Linked DNA regions of Mus musculus: region 2 is linked to region 1. Evidence: chromatin contacts called from public promoter capture Hi-C data. All regions are on one chromosome and are shown on one strand. The core of a region is the stretch at or near the end of the contact, and the rest is flanking DNA. Distances in the headings are between cores, read along the strand shown. Region 1 holds the start of Rxrb (retinoid X receptor beta). Region 2 holds the start of Lst1 (leukocyte specific transcript 1).

Region 1 (6,639 bases), core at 3,095-5,594:
CGCGTGTGATGCCCGCACAGGACACAACGACAGATGGCGGGCGAGAAAAGCAGGCCTATGTGAGGGAGGGGGAGGCTAACACCAAAGACCACAAAGGGCCGGGCTGAGGGGTGTGTGGCGTGGCGTGGCGTGGCGCGGCGCGGCGTCCGGTTCACCTGCACTTCCTCCAGCAGGCGTCTGGCTGCGGGGCCCTGAGACACATCCGCTTGGAAGGCAGCGTGCTTGCCGCGCGGCGCCCCGTCCTCGCTCCCCGGGCTTCCCAGCAGCCGCACCGTGTCCTGTGCCGCGGCCCCGTCCAGGTCGCAGGCGGCCACGGCGGCGCCCTCTGCCGCTAGGCGCACGCTGATCGCACGGCCGATGCCGCTACCCGCACCTGAGATGGGAGTCCGCGGAAGCGGGAGAAGAAGGGAGGAGGTCAGAGGTCACGGGGCGCAAAGTTACTGAAACTCAGACAACAGGGCCAGGGACTCAAGGGGTGGCTCTCGCTGACATGGCCCGGGCACCCCAACCCACCCTGAGAGGGAACCCCTGAACCTGTGACCAGGGCCAGCGCAGAGCGGAGCCGGAGCTGAGACGCCATGGCGGCTGTGGGTGGGCGTGCCCTGAGCCTAGGCCAATCTGAGCACGCCGGGGGCGTGGCTAGGCCCGGTACGGACCCAATAGAAACCACACTAGTCAGAGGCCTTTGGTAGCCACCAGCGCGACCTCCCACCACGGGGGCGTGACCATCCACCACCACTTGGGGACCTAGGGAGTCCAGGAGCCAAGGGGCCCAGTTCCCCACATAAAGACAAAGGCTGCATGTGGGGCCGAAGATCCAAGGTCTTTTATTCCTGGTCACCGTTCCTCCGCACCCATTCAAACAGTGGTATAAAATGAGTAGAGACAAAAAATCAGGCTGAGACATCTTCCCAAGGAGCCCCCCTCCCCCTTCAAATCAGGACACACGATTGATGTCTACCCCAGTCCTTCTGCCAGGTCTTCCCTGAAGCCATCACTAACTAGTTCAGAGGGAGATGGGCCTTGGAGGGACCCCTGCGGCACGCTGGCGCTGAGAAATCGTAGATTAGGGACCATCGGGTAGGCTACCGTCTTCCCAGTCTTCTTCATGGTCCCATTGATTTTTCCAAAAGCAACAACGCTGCTGGGCAGTCTCCCACTCCGTGGTCCTTCTGGCCTCTCATGCTCCGTATGATCCTCATACCTCTAAGGCCTCAAACAGAGGCTCTGCTAATCTCCAAGGCTGACACTCCTTCTGGCATTAGCACTGGCCAGGACTACCAACTGCCTTTATTAGGAGTTAGGGGAAGGACAGGTCACCTCACCCCTCACTCAAGATGGGCAATCAGTACCATCATGGCAACACCCCCCAGCAGCCCCAGCACCTCCAACAGTGACTGCAGTGGAGATGCCTCTCTCAATAGCTCAGGCAGCACAGACACTGTTGCTACGTAGATAAATCCGCCTGCAGTGAATGGCAGGACCCAGCCAGGACCTGCACCACCTGCCACGTCACTGTCCACTGCCCCTCCCTCGGTGAGAAGGGCACAGGCAGTGCCTGCCAATGCTCCAATTGCAGTCACGAGTTGCAGACGCATCGCCTGGTGGGCAGAAAAGAGAAAGATATGACTGTCGACAGCTAAAATTAGGTGGGAGCAGTGTTAAGGAAAGGAGGGTCTGGGGAGAAGGACCCACAGGTAGTGCTTGCTGCACAAGCACGAGGACAGGAATCTGGGTCCCAGACACCAGCTCCAGGAAGCAGTCAGATAGCTGTCGCCTGGGGCTCCCTCGATAGCTAATACGTAGTCAATGACTCTGCCTCAGGACCACACCTAAGGCCCGCAGCCCCCCAAAACAGCCAGGTTGAGGAGGGAGTACTAGAACAGACATCTCCTGAGAACCTTAAGCCATCAAAGAACTATACACAGGTGAGGACTGCAGCGTAAAACAGAGCAAGAGGTAAAGGCACGACTTTCCCTGACTCTAAACGGCTCACTGTAGTGTAGCTTGTTAGGAACCAAGGATGGGCAGTCGGCACCAACCTGCTTCTTGCTGCAGCCAGACTGGACCAGGATGGCAAAATCCCCAACCTCATGAGGCACTTCGTGCAGCAGGACTGTCATTGTGGTCAGGATCCCTAGCCCTCGGCCCCCACGAAAGGAAGCACCAATGGCCAGACCGTCTGTGAAGTTGTGTGCCAAGTCAGCAGCCAGATTCAGGTACCCAGACACACGCAGGTCTTTTTGCAAAGAGACAAGACAAAAATGATTGAGGGTGTCCATCAAGCCGGTTCACATACAGCCCCCCCCTCGCCCCCATTTCCTAGACTCCCACCGTCACCCACACACCCACAGCCAACCCATCAGCTCATCCCTTACCTGAGCCTGCTTTTTCTTCTTCAGGGCTCTGAGGTTTCACCGGGCCATCTCTGGGCCCAGTGTTTCCTCCTCTCCTTTTCCGCAACCCGCCCACTTCCTTCTCTTCCTCTGTGCTGGGCTTTTCCTTTGAAGAACACTCTGAGGGAGAACAGGAGTTGATCAGAGTGGGGAACAGAGCTTTCGCATGTGTCCTGCTCCACAGGGTGACCCTGAGTGTGTTACAGAGCAGGCAACGCGGGCTCACCATGTCTATCTCCATGGGTGTGACTGTCTCCATGCGCATGCCTGTCTCCGTGTCCGTGACTGTGTCCATGTCCTCCTTTCACGTGTCTCACAAATTTCTCCACCACGAGGAAGGCGACAATCCCACTGAGAACCCACAGCCCCACAGAGAGAATGGGGCCCTGGCCTGGAACGGAGGCAGTAAAGCATGAAGGGAGACGCAGACTCAAGTGTAAGAGGCGAAGCATGGGAATGGAGAGGTTGCCCTTTCCCAGCACACCAGTCCCTGGTTTTTCTCACCACTGTGGGAGTGTCCATGTCCAGGCTGCTCTGGAGCGTGGTGAGAATGAGGTTCTGCGGGAAGTGGGAGAAAAGGCTTGATGAGGGAATGCCTGGCTCAGGGGATGTGTGTTTGAAGACAACCGGAAAATCTGGGATCATTAAAGAGAAAGAACAAAACCGCTTAAGCCTTTGAGGCGGAGCCCACAAGTTACTTACCCAAGGCATGCGGGATGAGGTGGAGGAACGCATCACCCAGGAGCCCCCCGGAAGCAAAACTGAGCAGGATCTGGAGCAGAGAGCGGTGCCTGGGAGAGTTAGATTCTACTGGGATGAGGAACAGCACGAAGAACGGAGCTGCGGAGATCAGCACTGTGGCCCCCAGTGCCTGGTGGAGAAGCACAATCAGAAGGCAAAGATGGAGCTTCCCACCGATTAAGAACCAGTCCCTCTTCCCCACATCCCCTGGCGACTCACGTAGGCCCAGAGGGTGACAGTGTCCAGGTGGTGTTTGATGCCTGGAGCCCCAGCCTCCCTAGAAGTCCCATGGCTATGTTCACGATGGGCATGTCCATGTCCTCCGTGGTGGAGGCTATCGTGGGAGTGGCCATGGCTATGGCCATGGTGTAATTCCTCACGTGAGTGTCCATGGTCGTGGCTGTGGGCATGCCCATGCCAGATGCTTTCATGAGTGTGGCCGTGGCCATGGTGGAAATCTTCATGCGAGTGCCCGTGGCTGTGGCCATGGTGGAAATCTTCATGTGAGTGCCCGTGACTGTGGCCATGGAAGTCCTCTTCCACATCTTTGTGCAGGTCACCATGACCCTCGTGTCCGGCCACCAGCAGCCCCAAAGCCGCCCAGGTCAGCAGTCCCACAGCCACCCAGTGGGGGGCCCGCAGGCCCATGGTCATCACGCTGACCGGAGGAACAAGAGACGACTCGACTTGACTCTCAATCTACCTATTCGGGATCCGCGTCCCTTGAAGCCCTTCCTCTATACTACTTGCTCCGCTCTTACATTGTCCCCAAGGCCGGTCCACCTCATCCCCAACACCCTTCCTGGATGCAGCCCCCCACCCCCGACACCGCTCTAGCCTTTGATCAGCAACTTTACGGTCTCTCTGGGCCCGCGTCTCTATGGCCCACTGGTTGGGGTAAAGGCCTGGAAAGCGCCGTAAGGGAGCAGCAGGGACCTCTCACCGGCTCCGGGATCCTCTCGGTTCTCGGTTTGCTGGGACGTGGCACTCACGCCTCGAGCTCCCGCGAGATCCGGAAGCTCCCTTTCTTGCCTGCGCCCCGATACCTTTACCAACATGGCGGCGCCCCGAGGGCGGCGCGGCCACGGCGTCAGGACGCATGCGCAGAGCTGGGGGGTTATCCGAGGGGACGGCGGGCTGGCGGGCACCGCCTCCTCCGTTTCCACCTCGGCGAAGGGGCGGGAGCTCAAGGCGAGACTTCCCGTCTGTACAAAGATGGCGGCCGCGCCGGTGCTGTCATCTCAGTGCCGAGCCGAGCGCGGCTCTTGAGTCGCGCTGCCACAGGCCGCGGCCTGCTCGCCTCCGCGGCTTCGTCGCGGCCCCCGAGTCCCCCGCTGTCCCCCCTGCGCGTCCCTGGCGCCTCTCCGGCTTCCCCGCCCTCGGCCCGGGCGTCATGTCTTGGGCCACTCGTCCGCCCTTCCTCCCGCCGCGGCATGCCGCGGGGCAGTGTGGGCCGGTGGGGGTGAGAAAAGAGATGCATTGTGGGGTCGCGTCCCGGTGGCGGCGGCGGCGGCCCTGGCTGGATCCCGCGGCGGCGGCGGCGGCGGCCGGAGAGCAGCAAGCCCTGGAGCCGGAGCCGGGGGAGGCTGGCCGGGACGGGATGGGCGACAGCGGGCGGGGTGAGTGTCCCGTGGGCCCGGGCCGGCGCCCCTCGCGCCCCCTCCCCGCGCTCCCGCCCCCTTGTTTGTAAACACGCGCCCTCGACGTCCCGAGGCCCAGCGCCCTCCCCCGGGGCGGGGCGCGGCGGGGGAGCTTCCGCCCTTCAGGTTCGGGCCCGCGGCGGGGCCTGCGTGCGCGGTCTCGGGCGTGGGAAGGACACCGTTCCCCGTGGGCTGGAGGACTCTGGGCATTCGAAGGCTGAGCTTACGCTCTGGGACCGGGTATTTCTGCCATACTCTTTGCCCCGAATGTTCTAAGTTGGGGTTGGACGAGGGGTTCGCTGCTACACCTCCACGTGCTGCTTCACAGCCCCCCCTCCCGAGGTCAGCTTGGGATGACCCAGTAGCCCCGCCTGACCTGCCTCCCTTTTTGTCAACCGCCTCCTCTCACGACTATTAGAAGTGAAATTGTTGTTTGGCCACTTGGTATTTCTGAACTCCAGGGTTGCGGGCTGTGGTGGGTCAGGGAGAATTAAAGTGTCCATTTGGATGATCAAAAGGCTCACTTTCTCTTCTTGTCTCTCCTGTCCGTGTGTGTCTGCCTTGTACGTACCCACTTCTCAGATTCCCGAAGCCCAGACAGCTCCTCCCCAAATCCCCTTTCTCAGGGGATCCGTCCGTCTTCTCCTCCTGGCCCACCTCTTACCCCTTCAGCACCTCCACCTCCAATGCCACCCCCGCCACTGGGCTCCCCCTTCCCAGTCATCAGTTCTTCCATGGGGTCCCCTGGTCTGCCCCCTCCGGCTCCCCCAGGATTCTCCGGGCCTGTCAGCAGCCCTCAGGTGAGAGAGAGGTTGTGGCCTGCTTATTGCCACTGTGCCTTCAGTTCCTTGTTCTCAACTTCTCACCCCCACTCCCCATCTTTGGGTGAACTTCCCCAAAACCCGTTGATCTTTCTAGTTCTCTAATCATAGCAAGCCTGTGGTCTCGGACCCCTTGCTCTTCCTGAAGGGGGTGGTCTGTGGGGGTGCATGCTTCATCAGCTCTGTTTTGAAAACAAACCCTAAGCCTGCAGGGAATATTTTTGATGTCCTGTTCAGCTCACGGTGGCTTTGCTGCCCTTTTCGCTTCAATATGCCTGCCCTTCTAAGACCTGTGCCCTTCAGGGCCACTGTAGCACAATTACAGAAGGGTGGACATCACTCTTGGTGTCACGTGCAAGGAAGGCCCTTTACGTTAGACAGTAGTGTCCCCAGTACCTTCTGGAATAGTACAGGGCTTGCTCACAAGCAGGAAGTGGTTTGCCTGACATATGAGAGTCTCCTGTGACTTCCCTGTCTCCCCCATCCCAGATCAACTCCACAGTGTCGCTCCCTGGGGGTGGGTCTGGCCCCCCTGAAGATGTGAAGCCACCGGTCTTAGGGGTCCGGGGCCTGCACTGTCCACCCCCTCCAGGTGGTCCTGGGGCTGGCAAACGGCTCTGTGCAATCTGCGGGGACCGAAGCTCAGGTATGGGGCTCAGCACAGCCGTAGAAGAAAAAAGCACGTCGGGGCTGTTTACCACTGCCTATGGGGCTCCCAAGGGTTCTTGAGGCTGGTCAGAGCAAGGAGGCCTATGGGACCTTTAGATTCATATCAGATGTGGAGAGGGGTAGGAGTGGGGGTGCTACATGGTTTCTGGTCACCGAAGACTGAGTCACCTTTTTGGATGAAACACAGGAAGGATTTAGACTATGTTCCCTCTCTGGGCAGATTGGTAAGAGACTCCCTAAGAAGGAGGTCTCCACAAAACTGTCTTAACTGCCAACCTTTCTCGTAGGCAAGCACTATGGGGTTTACAGCTGCGAGGGCTGCAAGGGTTTCTTCAAGCGCACCATTCGGAAGGACCTGACCTACTCGTGTCG
Region 2 (6,639 bases), core at 2,102-4,601, 1.2 Mb after region 1:
GCCTGATGCAGAAGTGGGGAACCAGACTTTACTAGATGACCATAGTGTGACTGAGCACGCACCCAGGGCGAGGAGAGCTTTTGGGGGCACTCAAGTGGGTGTGCTCCTGGCGATGCAGGCATAGTCAGTGCTGAGGTCTTCTTTCATGTCTGTGATATCACTACTGGACACTGGCAGCTGCTGGAGAGATGCATAGTGGGGCTCCTGCCCTGAGACCTGGGCCTGGCAGTGCAGAGGATGATGTGAGGACCAGGGGTACTGTCACACATCCTTCCCCAGCCTGGCCGCAGCTCCCACCTGTCTTTCTCCCTGTGTCTCCACTCTTTTTTTTCTCAGTCTCTCCTCTTTATATCTCTTGAACCTGTTTTCGCTTACTTTCCCTCTTTCTTTGTTTCTATATAAGTGTGTCTGCCTGTGTTGTATAGGCCCTTAAGTGGATGTTTGGACATCAACTTTCCAACTGTTTCTACACATTATTTCTATCTATCCATCTATCTATTTTGAGACAAGGTCTCTCACTAAAACTGGAGTTTGCCATTTCCACTAGGCTGGTTGGCCAGGGAGCCCCTAGGGCTTGCCTGTCTGTACCCCACAGTACTGGGGTTCCAGGCACAAGCTACCATGCCTGACTACAGCAAATACTTTCTCAGAACCTCCTCTCTCCCCCACCTCCTTTACTTACTTTATTTATATGAGTACACTGTAGTTGTGGTCAGACACACCAGAAGAGGGTATCAGATTCCGTTACAGATGGCTGTGAGCCACCATGTGGTTACTGGGAATTGAACTCAGGGCCTCTGCAAGCACAGCCAGTGCTCTTAACTGCTGAGCCATCTCTCCAAGCTCCAAACTTCCTCTTCTATTGAGACAGGGTCTCATGTAGCTCAGGCTGACCTTCAACTTAATATGTAGTGAAGGACAGACTCCCTGCCTCTATGTGGGATTTCAGTCACATGCCAGCGCTCTGGTTTTATGCTGCGCTGGGAATCAAACACAGTTCTACACCCGCTGGATAAGGACTGTTAACTAAACCACACTGCTAGCCACGCCCACGCCCCACCCACTTTGCTTTTGTTGTTCTTTTGAGACAGGGCGGCTCCTGTAGTCCTGATGGAACTCTTCTCTCTCGTTTTGTTTGTTTGTTTGTTTTTTAATTTCCTCTCTCACTCACTTCCTCCTCTCTACGTCCTTCTGGAGTGTTTTATATTCTTATAAACACACAATTCCCTCCCTCTCTTCTGGTTGCCTCTTTTTCTGCCTCTTTCATTTTCTCGTTCCTGCTACTTCCTCTTCCCTTTTCTCTCGGCTCCACCCCTTCATCCCAGCCCCACTCCCTACGTGGGTTTCCCTCGTCCCCTCACCCCCTGCCCGCACACCCTCCCACCTCCAGCCCCCCTCCCTCGCCCCCTTGCCCCCAGCCGCCACTTCCTTCCCCGCCCCTTCATCTGCTCCACCCCTCACCCTTCCCCCTTGTCTCCTCGTCCCCCCAGACTCACATTCCTTTCCAGTCTCTTCACTAGAAGAAAAAAAAAATGGTTCAGTAAGACCCCTTCCCTGACCCCCCCCCCCGCCAGAATGGCACCCCACATTGGCTCATCCATCCTAGGACAGCACCTCTCATTGAATCTGCTACCTCAGAATAGCACCCCACCCCAGGCCCCCAACGCCAGAGCAGCAGGTCTCCACCCCAGAACTGCCTTCCACAACACACCTACTGGAGCCCCACCCCTCCAACCTCGCTGGTTGCCATAGGAACCACAGCCAAAACCTGGGTCTTTTGGACAACTCTGGCCTTTTCTAGCAGTAGGAAGGGTGTGGAGGGCAAGCTGTGGGTGACCGAGATGCTCTAGGGCTTACCTCTCTGACTGAACCGGCACAAGCAGATGAACAGGATGATGACAAGCAGGAGGAGGAGCCCTCCCAGTCCCAGGCTCCCATTTAGCAGGAAATCATCTGGAAGGAGTATCTCTGAGAGGGTTTTTTTTTTCCCCACCAATTTCCCAACCTCCTGGTTAAATGTAAGTTTCCTAGCTTCCTATATTTTTCCTGGGTCCCCCTTCCCCAATTTTTTATTTTATCCTATCTTCCTCTCCCCGATCAATCCTGTTTTCTATTTTTTGACAATTTCATACATATATAAAAAGTCTCAGCCGGGCGTGGTGGCGCACACCTTTAATCCCAGCACTTGGGAGGCAGAGGCAGGCGGATTTCTGAGTTCGAGGCCAGCCTGGTCTACAAAGTGAGTTCCAGGACAGCCAGGGCTATACAGAGAAACCCTGTCTCGAAAAACAAAACAAAACAAAACAACAAAAAAAAAGTCTCTTGGTCATTTCCAAAGCCCTTTCTCCCTCTCCCCCCTCCCAACCCATGTCTCTCCCACCTTTCTGTCACTTTATGTTGAGAGTCTCATGTATCCTGGGAGGCCTTAGATTCTCCTAGTAGCCGAGTATGCTTGACTTTCTGATCCTCACACCCCTGTGTCGTGTCTTAAGTGCTAGCTTGGCAAGAGTGTACTACCATGGCTGTTTTATGTGGCTCTGGGGTCAAAGCCAGGACCCTGCTATCCTCTCACAGTTTAAAATACAGGAAAATATACTCTAGGAGATTTTGAGGGGGGGGCGGTGTTGTATTTTTGTATTAGTTTTTGTTTGCTTGTTTTGTTTTGTTTTTAAAGACAGGGTTTCTCTGTGGAGCTCTGGCTGTCCTGGAACTCTAGACCAGGCTGGTCTTGATCTCACACACAGAGATCCTCCTGCCTCTGTCCGCCATCCCAACCCCTCCGGCCCTCTTGCCCCCTCACTCCCACCTCCCCCCACTCTGGGATTAAAGGTGTGCACCACCACTGCCTGGCTTTTTTTTTTTTTCTTTCTTTCTGCAGTATCTTCTATAGTTTAGGCTGCTTCCAAATTTCCTGAAGCCTCATGCAGAGACAAGTCATGTCCTTGATTTCTAGTCCTTCGGACCACCCCACCTCTCTGGTGCTGGGATTACAGGAGACACTATAACCCAGGGCTTCGTGCCTACACATTCATTACCCAGACATATTTGTTACCCAGACTTCAACTTCTCACTTCCTCTAGAGATTCACCTACCGGGTTACCTCTCCTGACTATGCTCACTCCCTACTGTTTCCGGGTCTCAGGAGGCCCCTCTTCCACCTGTACTGCCTCATTCTGACCACTTCTCCTAATCCTGAACCCTGCTTTTCTTCCCTCACTCTCCAGCCCTCACATCCCTCCCCTTTCCGAACGGAGGGGTCCCTACTTACTGGTTGTGCAATTGTTACCAGATCCCATTGTCATCAGACATAGTCCAGGGACTGAGAACAGGCCTGAAGGTCAAGACTAAACTAATCCCTCTTCTGCTGGGCTTAATAGCTTGGGTTAGTCACGTGCCCCCAAGTTCCCCATCTCTGAGGCAAGGGGCCCCTTTACAGTCCTCATCCTCACTGGGCTGGGGATTTTATGTTTGTCTTTTTCTCTTTTTTGTTTTTTTGGCTTTTTTTGGAGACAGAGTTTCTCTGTGTAGCCCTGGCTGTCCTGGAACTCACTCTGTAGACCAGGCTGGTCTCAAACTCAGAAATCCACCTGCCTCTGCCTCCCAAGTGCTGGGATTAAAGGCGTGTGCTACCACTGCCTGGCTTATGTTTGTCTTAACATATTGTGGTACCCATTTTCCAGGCCAGGAGCCCGAGATTTTAACAAGGAAAGCCCAACGCAGCCCTATTGGTAGAGATGGATCTCTGTGAGTTCAAGCACAGCCAGAGCTACACAGTGAGACCCTGTCTCAAGAAGCGAACAAAAGCCGGGGCGTGGTGGCGCACGCCTTTAATCCCAGCACTTGGGAGGCAGAGGCAGGCGGATTTCTGAGTTCAAGGCCAGCCTGGTCTACATAGTGAGTTCCAGGACAGCCAGGGCTATACAGAGAAACCCTGTCTCAAAAAAACAAACAAACAAACAAACAAAAAAAAACCCAAAAAAATAAAGAAGCAAAAGCCAAGGGAGACTCAGAAGTAGCAGAGAAAGTGTTTAGCTGTATTGCCCCCTCCCATTTACTCTGCCCCAGGCTGATGGGGGTGGGAAAGGCAGCGGGGGGGGGGGGCACTTGGAGGAAGCTGGAAACACTGCTCAATCCTGAATGCTGGTGAGAGGGCTGGTGAAGGCAAGGGAGCCAGGGTCTGGAGTAGTTGTGGGAACCACTGGGAAACCAGAGAGAAGGGTGCCCTTTCCCAGGAGGGAGGACCTTATTTGGCTGGTGTGGAGTAGTGGCTACCAAGAATGCTTTAACTTCCCCTTGGGTACTTCCTGCCCTTTAACTGCTGGTTCCTGTTTGAGGGTAGATAGAGGCCCCTCACTTGAGGGACAACAGCGTGAAACTCAGAACCTCCCAGTTATAAGGGGCATGCTGTAGGTTTGAGGGACCCCTGAGGAGCTGTGATGAATCAGGGACAGAACAGATTATTATTAGTAGTTATTATTATTAGCAGAATTTTGCTATGTAGCCCAGGCTGACCTGAGGCTCACCATCTTCCTGCCTCAGCCTGCAGAGTATACGGCGGGCCACCACTTTCAGCTGCAGCTTCTTTTCTTTGGAAAATGAAGGCACAAGAGCTCAGAGGGTAGGGTGTGAATGCAGATTCCTTCGGGTTCAGGGAACTCCAAATCCATAGTCTGGCCTCCATTTATCCCAGCAGGTTTCCCGTCTCATCCCGGATCTCCACCCACTCCCCGCTGACCCAGACTCTTGGTTTACAGTGGGGACACATTCAACTGTTCAGAGTGGAAAGAAGCTCCCCACCGCAGGCATTCTGCCCCTCCCGCAGTTTTAGCCTCTTTCCACTGCCTCTGTGCCTCCTTGCATCTAGGAGAGGAAGAATAGCCATTGGGAGATGGTGTTACATCTTTCCTTTGAGATTCCTAGATATCATTAGGGTGGTTACTCCCTCAGCCCCAGCCTCCCGGTTCACCCTGTACTGGTAAAGGAATGTCCACCTCCTCCAGGGGCCCCCTCTGCGGTGCCGCCTTAAGGTTCATCATCTTGTGGTTTGTGCATAGGCATGGGCTCCCAGCACCTCGAGTGCCAGATAACTCTGGGGTGTCTCAGGGCACCTCTCTTGGTGTCTGGCAGCTATATGCAGCAGGATATCGATGTGCTACCAAAGGAGTAGGGAAGTCAGAGGTAGTCAGACTAAATCTGCTAACAGATGCTGACAGGAAGTGGGTGAGAGAAGCTGATGTTAGCAAAGCCTTGGGGCATCAAGGAGAACTTCCCACAGAAGGCAGCATTCTGGCATTGGCAGGAGGGCAGGAGGGACTGAGGTGAAGGTCTCTCAGTGCCACTGTGACCAAGAGAGAAAGGGGTGTAGAAGACTACACCCCAATCTTTGAACAGAGAGGAAGCTGGTAGCTAGGATGGAGACAGAGGTGGGTGAGTCTGGTGCCTGGGTCCCTATGCATGTTTTGTTAACCAAATTCAGGGACTTTGTGGTACTCCCCCCCCAGTGTTTCCCCCAGAACAAATGGGGATCACAATCTAAGTGGGTTTCTTCTTTTTTATAGTTTATAATTACATTTTTTTTAAAATTTTTAAACATTGGGTGAGGAGAGAGCTCTGTTGGTAAAAGCACTGGCCGCACAAGCATGAAGAACTGAGTTCGAGTCCCCAGGGCCCACATAAAGATGGGTGTGGCAACCACTTGTGAAAGTCCATGTTCCTAGTATGAGATGGGAGATGTGGAAAACTGAGAATTCAAGGAAGATCGCAGGGGATGGGGTGTCCGGCCTAGAATGTTCAGAGAAGATCGAAATTAGACCCTGTCTCAGATAAGGTGGTGGGCTGGCCGGGGTTAGCATTTGACGTGACTGTGAACTCATACTGAAAAACACACATGCGTGCACACTCACACACACACACACACACACACACACACACACACATACACACACACACACACACACATACACACGCGCGCACAAAGGTCAAACATCTAGAAAAACTGAACCTTACAACAAATTCATATACATATATATCATATATATATTTGACCAAGCCAGCTCAGTCAATCAACAGGGTCTCAAGGGAGGGAGTGAAGATTGAAAAGAAAAAGGCAAAGCCAGGCATGGTGGCACACACCTTTAATCCCAGCACTCAGGAGGCAGAGGCAGGTGGATTTCTGAGTTTGAGACCAGCCTGGTCTACAAAGTGAGTTCCAGAACAGCCAGGGCTACACAGAGAAACCCTGTCTTGAAAAAAAAAAAAACAAAACAACAACAACAACAACAACCCCCCCCCAAAAGGTAATTAGACAAAACTATAACAAGACTCCAGCCTGCACTGAGGCTGAAGCGGGTTTATTTCTCTCCAGCCTGCTTTGATATCATTTTAGGTACATAAAAACAAAAAACCAAAAAACAAACAAAAAAACCCCCCAAAAAACCATGGGCAGTTCTTAGAGCAAAGACAAAGTAATCAAATGAAGTAGTAAACAAGGAGATCACACAAGGTAATAATTAAGTAAAAAACTAAAAACAAAGCCCCATGACCCCTGTTTCTAATATTCTTATCTGAGCCTACTTCCTTGTCCAAGCCCAGTGACAAGCCAAATTCCTAGAATCGGCACCAAAAGCTCTCAGAGCTCTC

The links. Capture Hi-C pulls out chosen DNA fragments and counts their contacts.
Region 2: a contact with region 1 is called in a promoter capture Hi-C map of adipose tissue, with 2.7 times the contacts expected there. The contact joins the promoter of Lst1 here to the promoter of Rxrb in region 1. A contact is called at or near these places in 2 of 39 promoter capture datasets (hippocampal neurons and liver), 1 of 484 Hi-C or Micro-C datasets (B cells), 2 of 115 datasets of contacts at active chromatin or transcription factors (embryonic forebrain and pancreatic cancer cells) and 1 of 9 other capture datasets (adipose tissue).

What each region holds. Positions count from the first base shown.
Region 1 is chr17:34,027,468-34,034,106 of GRCm38.p6, forward strand. It overlaps Rxrb (retinoid X receptor beta), which reads left to right and starts at 4,345. Exons shown (of 10, transcript NM_011306.4): 1 at 4,345-4,756; 2 at 5,360-5,577; 3 at 6,088-6,244; 4 at 6,555-6,639. The coding sequence starts at 4,531. Slc39a7 (solute carrier family 39 (zinc transporter), member 7) reads right to left here and starts at 4,223. Exons shown (of 7, transcript NM_008202.2): 1 at 3,357-4,223; 2 at 3,099-3,267; 3 at 2,901-2,954; 4 at 2,623-2,787; 5 at 2,379-2,516; 6 at 2,043-2,239; 7 at 799-1,601. The coding sequence starts at 3,791. The coding sequence ends at 1,329. It overlaps H2-Ke6 (H2-K region expressed gene 6), which reads right to left and starts at 588. Exons shown (of 9, transcript NM_013543.2): 1 at 535-588; 2 at 156-373; 3 at 1-55. The coding sequence starts at 580.
Region 2 is chr17:35,185,089-35,191,727 of GRCm38.p6, forward strand. It overlaps Lst1 (leukocyte specific transcript 1), which reads right to left and starts at 3,352. Exons shown (of 4, transcript NM_010734.2): 1 at 3,269-3,352; 2 at 1,858-1,953; 3 at 1,497-1,516; 4 at 7-222. The coding sequence starts at 3,302. The coding sequence ends at 91.